2 separate regions of the Mus musculus genome follow, and region 2 is linked to region 1. Evidence: chromatin contacts called from public Hi-C data. All regions are on one chromosome and are shown on one strand. Each heading gives the region's core, a stretch centred on a gene start, on an enhancer-like site or on the middle of the called end of the contact. The rest is flanking DNA. Distances are from core to core; before and after follow the strand shown. Region 1 holds the start of 4930505A04Rik (RIKEN cDNA 4930505A04 gene). Region 2 overlaps Acyp2 (acylphosphatase 2, muscle type).

Evidence for each region. A called contact is a pair of places that touch in the nucleus more often than the background predicts.
Region 2: a Hi-C map of uterus shows a contact between it and region 1, with 1.7 times the contacts expected there. The contact joins the enhancer-like site here to the promoter of 4930505A04Rik in region 1. A contact is called at or near these places in 3 of 484 Hi-C or Micro-C datasets (all in uterus), 1 of 115 datasets of contacts at active chromatin or transcription factors (embryonic stem cells) and 1 of 9 other capture datasets (adipose tissue).

What each region holds. Positions count from the first base shown.
Region 1 is chr11:30,469,704-30,473,412 of GRCm38.p6, reverse strand. 4930505A04Rik (RIKEN cDNA 4930505A04 gene) reads left to right here and starts at 1,584. Exons shown (of 5, transcript NM_001100394.1): 1 at 1,584-1,671. The coding sequence starts at 1,649.
Region 2 is chr11:30,571,020-30,574,728 of GRCm38.p6, reverse strand. All of the region lies in intron 3 of Acyp2 (acylphosphatase 2, muscle type), which reads left to right. It also overlaps the pseudogene Gm12097. Among named protein-coding and RNA genes, the nearest start is that of Acyp2, 77 kb to the left of the region's middle. Within about 2 kb of position 1,783, at least 8 of the 459 cell types and tissues checked have an H3K27ac peak or open chromatin away from gene starts, as enhancers often do. A contact at or near this core is called in adipose tissue and uterus, where this site is marked.

The DNA.
Region 1 (3,709 bases), core at 335-2,834:
CCATAACCATAAAGCAAGTTGGTGGGGAAAGAGTTTATTTGGTTTACACGTCCACATCACTGTTTATCACCAAAGGAAGTCAGGATAAGAACTCAAGCAGGGCAGGAACCTGGAAGTAGGAGCTGATGCAGAGGCCATAAAGGGTGCTGCTTACTGGCTTGTTTCACAAGGCTTATTTAGTCTTCTTTCCTACAGAACCCAGGACCACCAGCCCAGGAATGGCACCACCCATAATGGGCTGTTCCCTCCTCCATTGATCACTAATTGAGAAAATGCCTTATAGCTGGATCTCATGGAAGCATTTCAACTGAGGCTCCTCCCTGTCTAATGACTCTAGCTTACGTAAAGTTAACCACCAAGCCAGCCAGTTCACTAGGCATTTTCAGATTTTGTGAATGAAGAATTTTAGGCTCTGAGATACTAAATGTCTCCCTTATGTACAAGCTAGCAAGAGGTGAATCCACAAGGCAAACACCAGTTGCTCCCAGGGCCTATGTGCATAATCAGTTTGATGGTTAGGATTCAACTACGTTTCTCCCTGTGGATAGTGGGTCCAATGAATGCTTGGCTCAGCAAACATGCATGCCATCCCCTCCCTTCCTAGCTTTCTGGTTCTCCAAGCCATTTCCCTCATATTTGGTGACCCATAACTCCCTATTCAGAGACACATACAGTCCACACTCAAGTATGTAGGTTGCTGGATGTCAAATGTATCCACAATCTCTTCTCCCTAACAGGACTTTAGGACCTGAGTAAAAGGCCAGCCTCCACTACCCCACATCTGTCCCACGCGAATATAAATTTACAAAATGACTTTGGCTTCCCATGCTTATGCACATTCCTCATACACAGCAGAGTTCAGTTCAATAGAAACATCTCTAACCCCATTTCCTTTCCTATACAGAAAAACGGTTTAGTTATCACACGTGCCAAGGGCATTTGGCTCTGGTAGTGGAAACTGGAAAATGGAGTAAAAATTTCCAGGCTCAAGGTGCTAGATGATCGTCCAGGTCTTTTCCCTGGAGCTTGGGCTTTTGGAAAAGTGCAGCCATGCAAGCTGGGAGTCTGCCTAAACCTGCAGTCTCCTGAACCCTCGCTCAGACAGGGCAGATGCACAAACTACAGGTAGCCTCATTTGCAGAGCAGCGTTCCTTTGTTCTATTTTAAAGCTTCAGATTCTGTCAAAAAGTGATAGCCAAGCTTCCCCATGAGAATCGGGACTTGCACAGCTCTGAAGTGCTCATGGAAAACAGGTTTCCACGGGCAGCGGGGGAGACCTGGAAGCCTTCCTTGCTCACTCCTCAAACCCAACAGGGCTGGCTCCCCACTAGGTTTTGGGCTGATTCCCCACTAGGTTTAGGGCTCTACAACTTCAAACTCACTGTCCAACCTAAGGCTGTAGTTAAAAACCAAGGGACTCTTTCCCTCCCGGATTGAAGCAAGCCACACCCAGCTGCGAAAGCCCAACAGAGCACACTTACTGCGCTTGCGCACAGTCCCCAGTCGCTTGTGTTTTTCTTCCTGAGCTCTCAGTCGCCTAGCAACGCTGGAGTCACAGTGGCAGCGCTCTGGAGCCCCTTTCTAGCAAGAATAGGTCAGTGTTCTCTCTTGACACTCCTAGCTGCCACGTGGCAGGCTGGAGGGGGCCATGGAGGGAGAGGAGAAGCAGCAGTAAGTGCCAGGGTTCAGCTTTCTATTTTCCCTTCTGAAAACCTTTTCTATTTCTTGCAAAAGATTAAGGGAGTGGCTCAGCACATAAGATCCAGGCCACATACATCCAATAGGTTTCCTCCCCTGCTTTCCAAGGTTTGAGTGATTACAGTATCTTTTTTTTTTTTTTTCCTAGTGCAGCGTTTACTGAGCTTTCTTGAAGCCATCATGAAATAATCACTCTTCATACCTCACATTTAACTCGTCAGCAAATTCTGTCGGCTCCAATGTTGAAATTATCCATACTCCACTGTTCATTGCTTCCTCTCTTGTCCTCACTCAGTCTCGAGTACCAGCTTCTCATGGATACAGCCATCGCTTTGCTTCCCTAGTCTCTGCAGCCTTTTCAACATGGCCTCTTTTTAAAAGGGGAAAAAATATGTTTTCCACAGGGTACATACAGTAAAGCCAAGGCTGCGCCTGCCGCACCACACCTGCTACGGCCCTCTAGATCACCCTGGCACCTGCATACAGCTAACTGGTTGAAACAAGTTCCTAAGAACAAGCCTCAAAGATTACTATTTGATACCTTTAGATGTGTTTGACTGATAATTTGGGAGACCATGCTTTATGTCTAAAGATGGACACATTTCTGATAAGAGTTTTGGCAGTTACAGTTGGTTCTGCTAGAATGTTCCTTCCTCAAATATCCTTAATTTGTACCCATCCCTCCCTTGCTTTTTTCAATTACCACCTTCACAAATACCCTGTCCCAAACGTAGCCTCTCCTCCCACATACCTACATGCCTCTTCCTCGCTGGAAATTGTCGTTATCATGTGGCACCATCTAATAGACTGTGTATGCCCCATTTCATTTCTTCTCTGCCTTCCCTAGAATGTAATCCCCGTGAAGACAGGAGTTTTCATCTGTTTCCCTGCTGTATCCTCAGAGCTTCATGTAGCACCTGGCATGTAGAGACCCGCTGAATGCATTAGCAGTGCTCTTTTTCTCACATCAGTTACAATAGCTATTGTTCTTTCATATAAATCAAGGAATGGAACCTTAGATATTAAGTGGCAGAGGTTCCAAGCCAAGCCTGACTGCTTTCTGTTTTGTTGCTACTGTTTGCATTGCTGATATAGAACCTAGGGTCTCAGGCACATTAGTGTTTTGTCTGTATAAGGTGTTTCATTGTACAAAGATGTTTCTACAGAATCAGGCATTTCGCATTTATTTATCTGTAGCCATCCACACCTTGAAATACAGAACCAAGTAAATGCATAAATGTGTAAACCAACACCTACAGTCCTTTCCTTCAAGGATCTGATACAGATGTGTTGGTGTTCAACCATGAGAAACAGATGGAGAAAGCAGAGACCAAGGAGTTCAGACCAGAAAGTTACAGCTTTTAAGTAAATACACAGATCTGAGAATATAATAGAAACATCTTAGAAGTTGCTTACACTTTTCTAGTAATCAGTTCTTCTAAATCCTTTGCAAAGCAGCAATTTTTGTTACAAATCAAGGAAATAAGATCACAAAGAATCTGAAAAATGTTTTTATGTGGAATGGAGTGAGGGTTAAGGGTGTACAGCTGAAGCAAAGGCAGAGTGGAAAAATAAGTCTAGGACATTCACCTGAAGTATATAAAGAGTACAACACAAAGCATTTACCTAAGCTGAACAGAATATGGGTGTCAGGCAAGCAGTGATCAGTGAACTAATAGTCACCACTGCATGGAACTTATATTGATCCATAAGGGTATTTCTGGTGCTTAGTAAAGACAAAGAGCTAGATAAATACAATTTGAGTTATAGTAAGAGCCACAAAAGAATGTACACGCCTAGAGCATCATGGGGAGGGGACTCTAGGAAGTATCTGGGAAATTTTTCAACTGATACCCAAGTGATGCTGGGGAGCTGGGAAAAACCAGTGGTGCTGGAGAAGGAAGAGCATGAGCAGGTGCCCTGAGGAGAAAAGAAGTGAAAACAGGGAAGACGCTTGAATGAGATTGAAGAGATTAGCTGCCTCAGTGCACACTCAATATAATCAGGAGAC
Region 2 (3,709 bases), core at 534-3,033, 100 kb before region 1:
TCTGAAGCTACGTGAAGAGTAGGGTGCGGTGACTGAGCTACCTGTTCTGGGCTGTTCAGTGACATCTCGGCCTGCAGATTATCTCTGCGACCTGAAGACAGAAACCAGACAAAGGCAGGCTGGGTGGAGGTAGTGGCCTCAGGAGCGCCGGGCCTGGTTGCAGCCTCGGGTACAGTGTTCACACTCGTGATCATAGCAAGTGTGTGTCCAGGAGAACATGTCTGCAGGCCAAACACAGATCTACAGTTGATCTATAGCTTGTTTTTAAGATGCAATGAAAGCCTTCTATGCTTTCTGTGTGGTCCTCTTGGTGTTTGGGAGTGTCTCTGAAGCCAAATTTGATGATTCCAGGAGGAGGAAGACACAGTAGAGTATGATGACAATGATTTTGCTGAGTTTGAGGACATCATGGAAGATTCTGATACGGAATCTCCTCAGCGAGTGATCAGCACTGAGGATGATGAGGTCGAGGCCACTGTGGAGTTGGAAGGGCAGGATGAAAGCCAAGAAGGTGATTTCGAAGATGCAGATACCCAGGAGGGAGATACAGAAAGTGAGCCATATGATGATGAGGAATTTGAGGGTTACAAAGACAAACCAGATACCTCTTCTAACAAAAATAAAGACCCAATAACAATTGTTGATGTTCCTGCACACTTTGAGAACAGTTGGGAGAGATATTACCTAGAAATGTTGATGGTGACTGGTCTGCTTGCCTATATCATGAACTACATCATTGGGAAGAATAAAAACAGCCGACTTTCTCAGGCCTGGTTTAACTCTCATAGAGAGCTTTTGGAGAGCAATTTTACCTTAGTGGGGGATGATGGGACTAACGAAGAAGCCACAAACACAGGGAAGTTGAATCAGGAGAACGAGCACATCTATAACCTGTGGTGTTCTGGCCGAGTGTGCTGTGAAGGCATGCTTATCCAGCTGAGGTTCCTTAAGAGACAAGACTTGCCCGGCGTGGTGGCGAACGCCTTTAATCCCAGTACTCGGGAGGCAGAGGCAGGTGGATTTCTGAGTTCGAGGCCAGCCTGGTCTACAAAGTGAGTTCCAGGACAGCCAGGGCTATACAGAGAAACCCTGTCTCAACCCCCCCCCCCCCCAGAGAGAGAGAGAGAGACAGAGACAGAGAGAGAGAGAGAGAGAGAGAGAGAGAGAGAGAGAGAGAGAGAGAGAGAGAGAGAGAGAGAGAGAAGACTTACATAATGTCCTGGCCCGGATGATGAGGCCAGTGAGTGATCATGTGCAAATAAAAGTAACAATGAATGACGAGGACATGGACACATACGTGTTCGCTGTCGGCACTCGCAGAGCTTTGCTGCGACTACAGAAAGAGATGCAGGATCTGAGTGAGTTTTGTAGTGATAAACTAAGTCTGGAGCAAAGTATGGACTGCCAGACTCTGGCCATTCTGTCAGAAATGGGAGAAGTCACAGAGGGAATGAGGCTAAAGATGGTTCACGTTCTTACACACTATGCTGACAAGATTGAATCTGTTCATTTTTCAGACCAGTTCTCTGGTCCAAAGGTTACGCAAGAGGAAGGTCCGCCTTTAAAGCCGCCTGACAGCAAGAGGACACGACTGTTTACGTTTAATGTGCCTGGCTCAGGCAACACGTACCCAAAGGATATGGAGTCTTTGCTACTCCTGATGAAAATGGTGATTTATTCTATCGATAAAGCCAAAAAGTTCCGACTCAACAGAGGAGGGAGACAAAAAGCAGGTAAGAACCGGGCTCGTGTGGAAGAGAACTTTCTGAAGCGGACACATGAGCAGACAGTCTAAGCGTGAGGAGAAGAAAAGAGCTGAGAAGGAACTAGGAGGACCCTGAGAAGCAGCGCAGGCTGGAAGAAGCTGCTTCGAGGAGAGAACAAAAGAAGTTGGAGAAGAAGCAAATGAAAATGAAACAAATCAAAGTGAATGCCCTTGCTGCCGTTAGCTCTCCGTCCACCGGAGACGGGGAAAAGCACGAGTCTGCACCTAGCAGTCACGAGTTTCTGCTGACTGAGAGATCTTTATCTCACCCTCTCCTCTTGGTTTGGAGGTCTACAGAGGTTATAGATACAATGAAAGGGCTCTTTCAGTTATTTCCTTCCAGATAATCAAATTATTTTGATTATTTTATAAAAGGAGCGGTATAGAAAGTGTGTGTAGTTTTAAAATATATTTAAATTATAATGTGAATCATCAGTGCGTTACTTTGATGTTTGAAGAACGATCGTGAAATTTCTAGGTAGGTTGTTGCTTTTTGTTTAAACTGGGCAGTTGAAATAACTATGGAGACTGACTCTAAACCAAGACCCTAATATCTATTGGAATTGCACAATAAACATTGCTTGTTTTTTTCTGTGTCCACATTAAACTTGTGAAAAAAGTGAAATGTAGAACACTATGTGGTGATGAATTCAGAGACTTAGAGCATAGTACAGCGTATGGTTTGTGTGTGGGTGGTGCTATGGCAGTATTATAGGAGGAAATCTGTCAGTGTTAGGATACTGTAAGTCAATGGAAGATTCTAGATGTAGGTAGTACAGGAGCAGTTTCTCATTGCCTGATACTATGAGCTAATGACACTGTGAGTGCTGGATTTGAAGTAGTTATGTGCTTAATTTTCTTGAGCAAGAAATGCATGACAAAGTGAAGTGCTTCACCTAGCTCCCTCCGCTCAGCAGCAGTCAGGTGGCTGGGCTCTGTGAGGTCACAGTGGTTTGCTTGCTTGCTGCAGCCTGTTAGGTGTTCATGGAGGAACTGATCTCTGTCTTAGGCGTGCACTTTGCTTCCACGCCTGCTTTTATATCGTCCACAAGGCCGGTTTGTACTTTCTTGAAACAAATAACCAGTCGATATACACAAATATGCTTTTAAAAAGTGAGCCTTTTTAAATGAATCAGAATTTTGTCTGACTCATGAGGCGGGAGCGATGGTAGAGAGAGGTTCCTCTCTGTGCATAAGCATTTGGCTTGTTGAGATCTCTGCATTTTATAAATGCTTCCTACTGAGAAAGCATTTCTTAAGTCTCTGCTTGTACCAGGTTATTTTTGCTGGGGTGGGAAAGGGTTGTTTTTTCGTTGGGAGCGGGTAGTGAGGTTTTGTCGATGCTTTCTATGTTCTGACGAAGTAACAGTGAGTTGTGGTGAAAACTGTGTGTGCTGTTGCCTTGGGGATTATATCGAGTTTTTCACATGGCTTTGTCTAGGTTAATAGAAATATATGCACTGGGATATTCAAGTGTAATTTTTTTTAACTGTTCACAAGTTCAAGTTATTAAAAATAACACAAAATTGAATCACTTTAAGGCCAGATAATTTTAGACTTAACATTGTTTTACAAATCTTTAAAATACATTTAGAATCAAACTTTATGTGCTTAGTTATCGTTTAAGTAATATAAGATTTCTCAAAGTCCCATACATCAGACCGTGGCAGCTAATTTTGTAACAAACATTCATATGAACTACCTATGACATATATTAAACTGATTGACAAAAAAAAAAAAAAAAGAATGTGCCTTTCTAAACTTCAAATTGTTTAAGATTGTCTACATCAGAGCCAGTAGCAAAAGCATCTTAACCTAGCTTCATAAACAATTTTATTTTTCCAAATATTTTCTAAGGGTGGTGGTCACTGGTGACAATCTACATCTCTAAGTTCTTTCCTAGGGTGGTGATTTGAATGATTTATCTGCTCTAGCAATAATGCT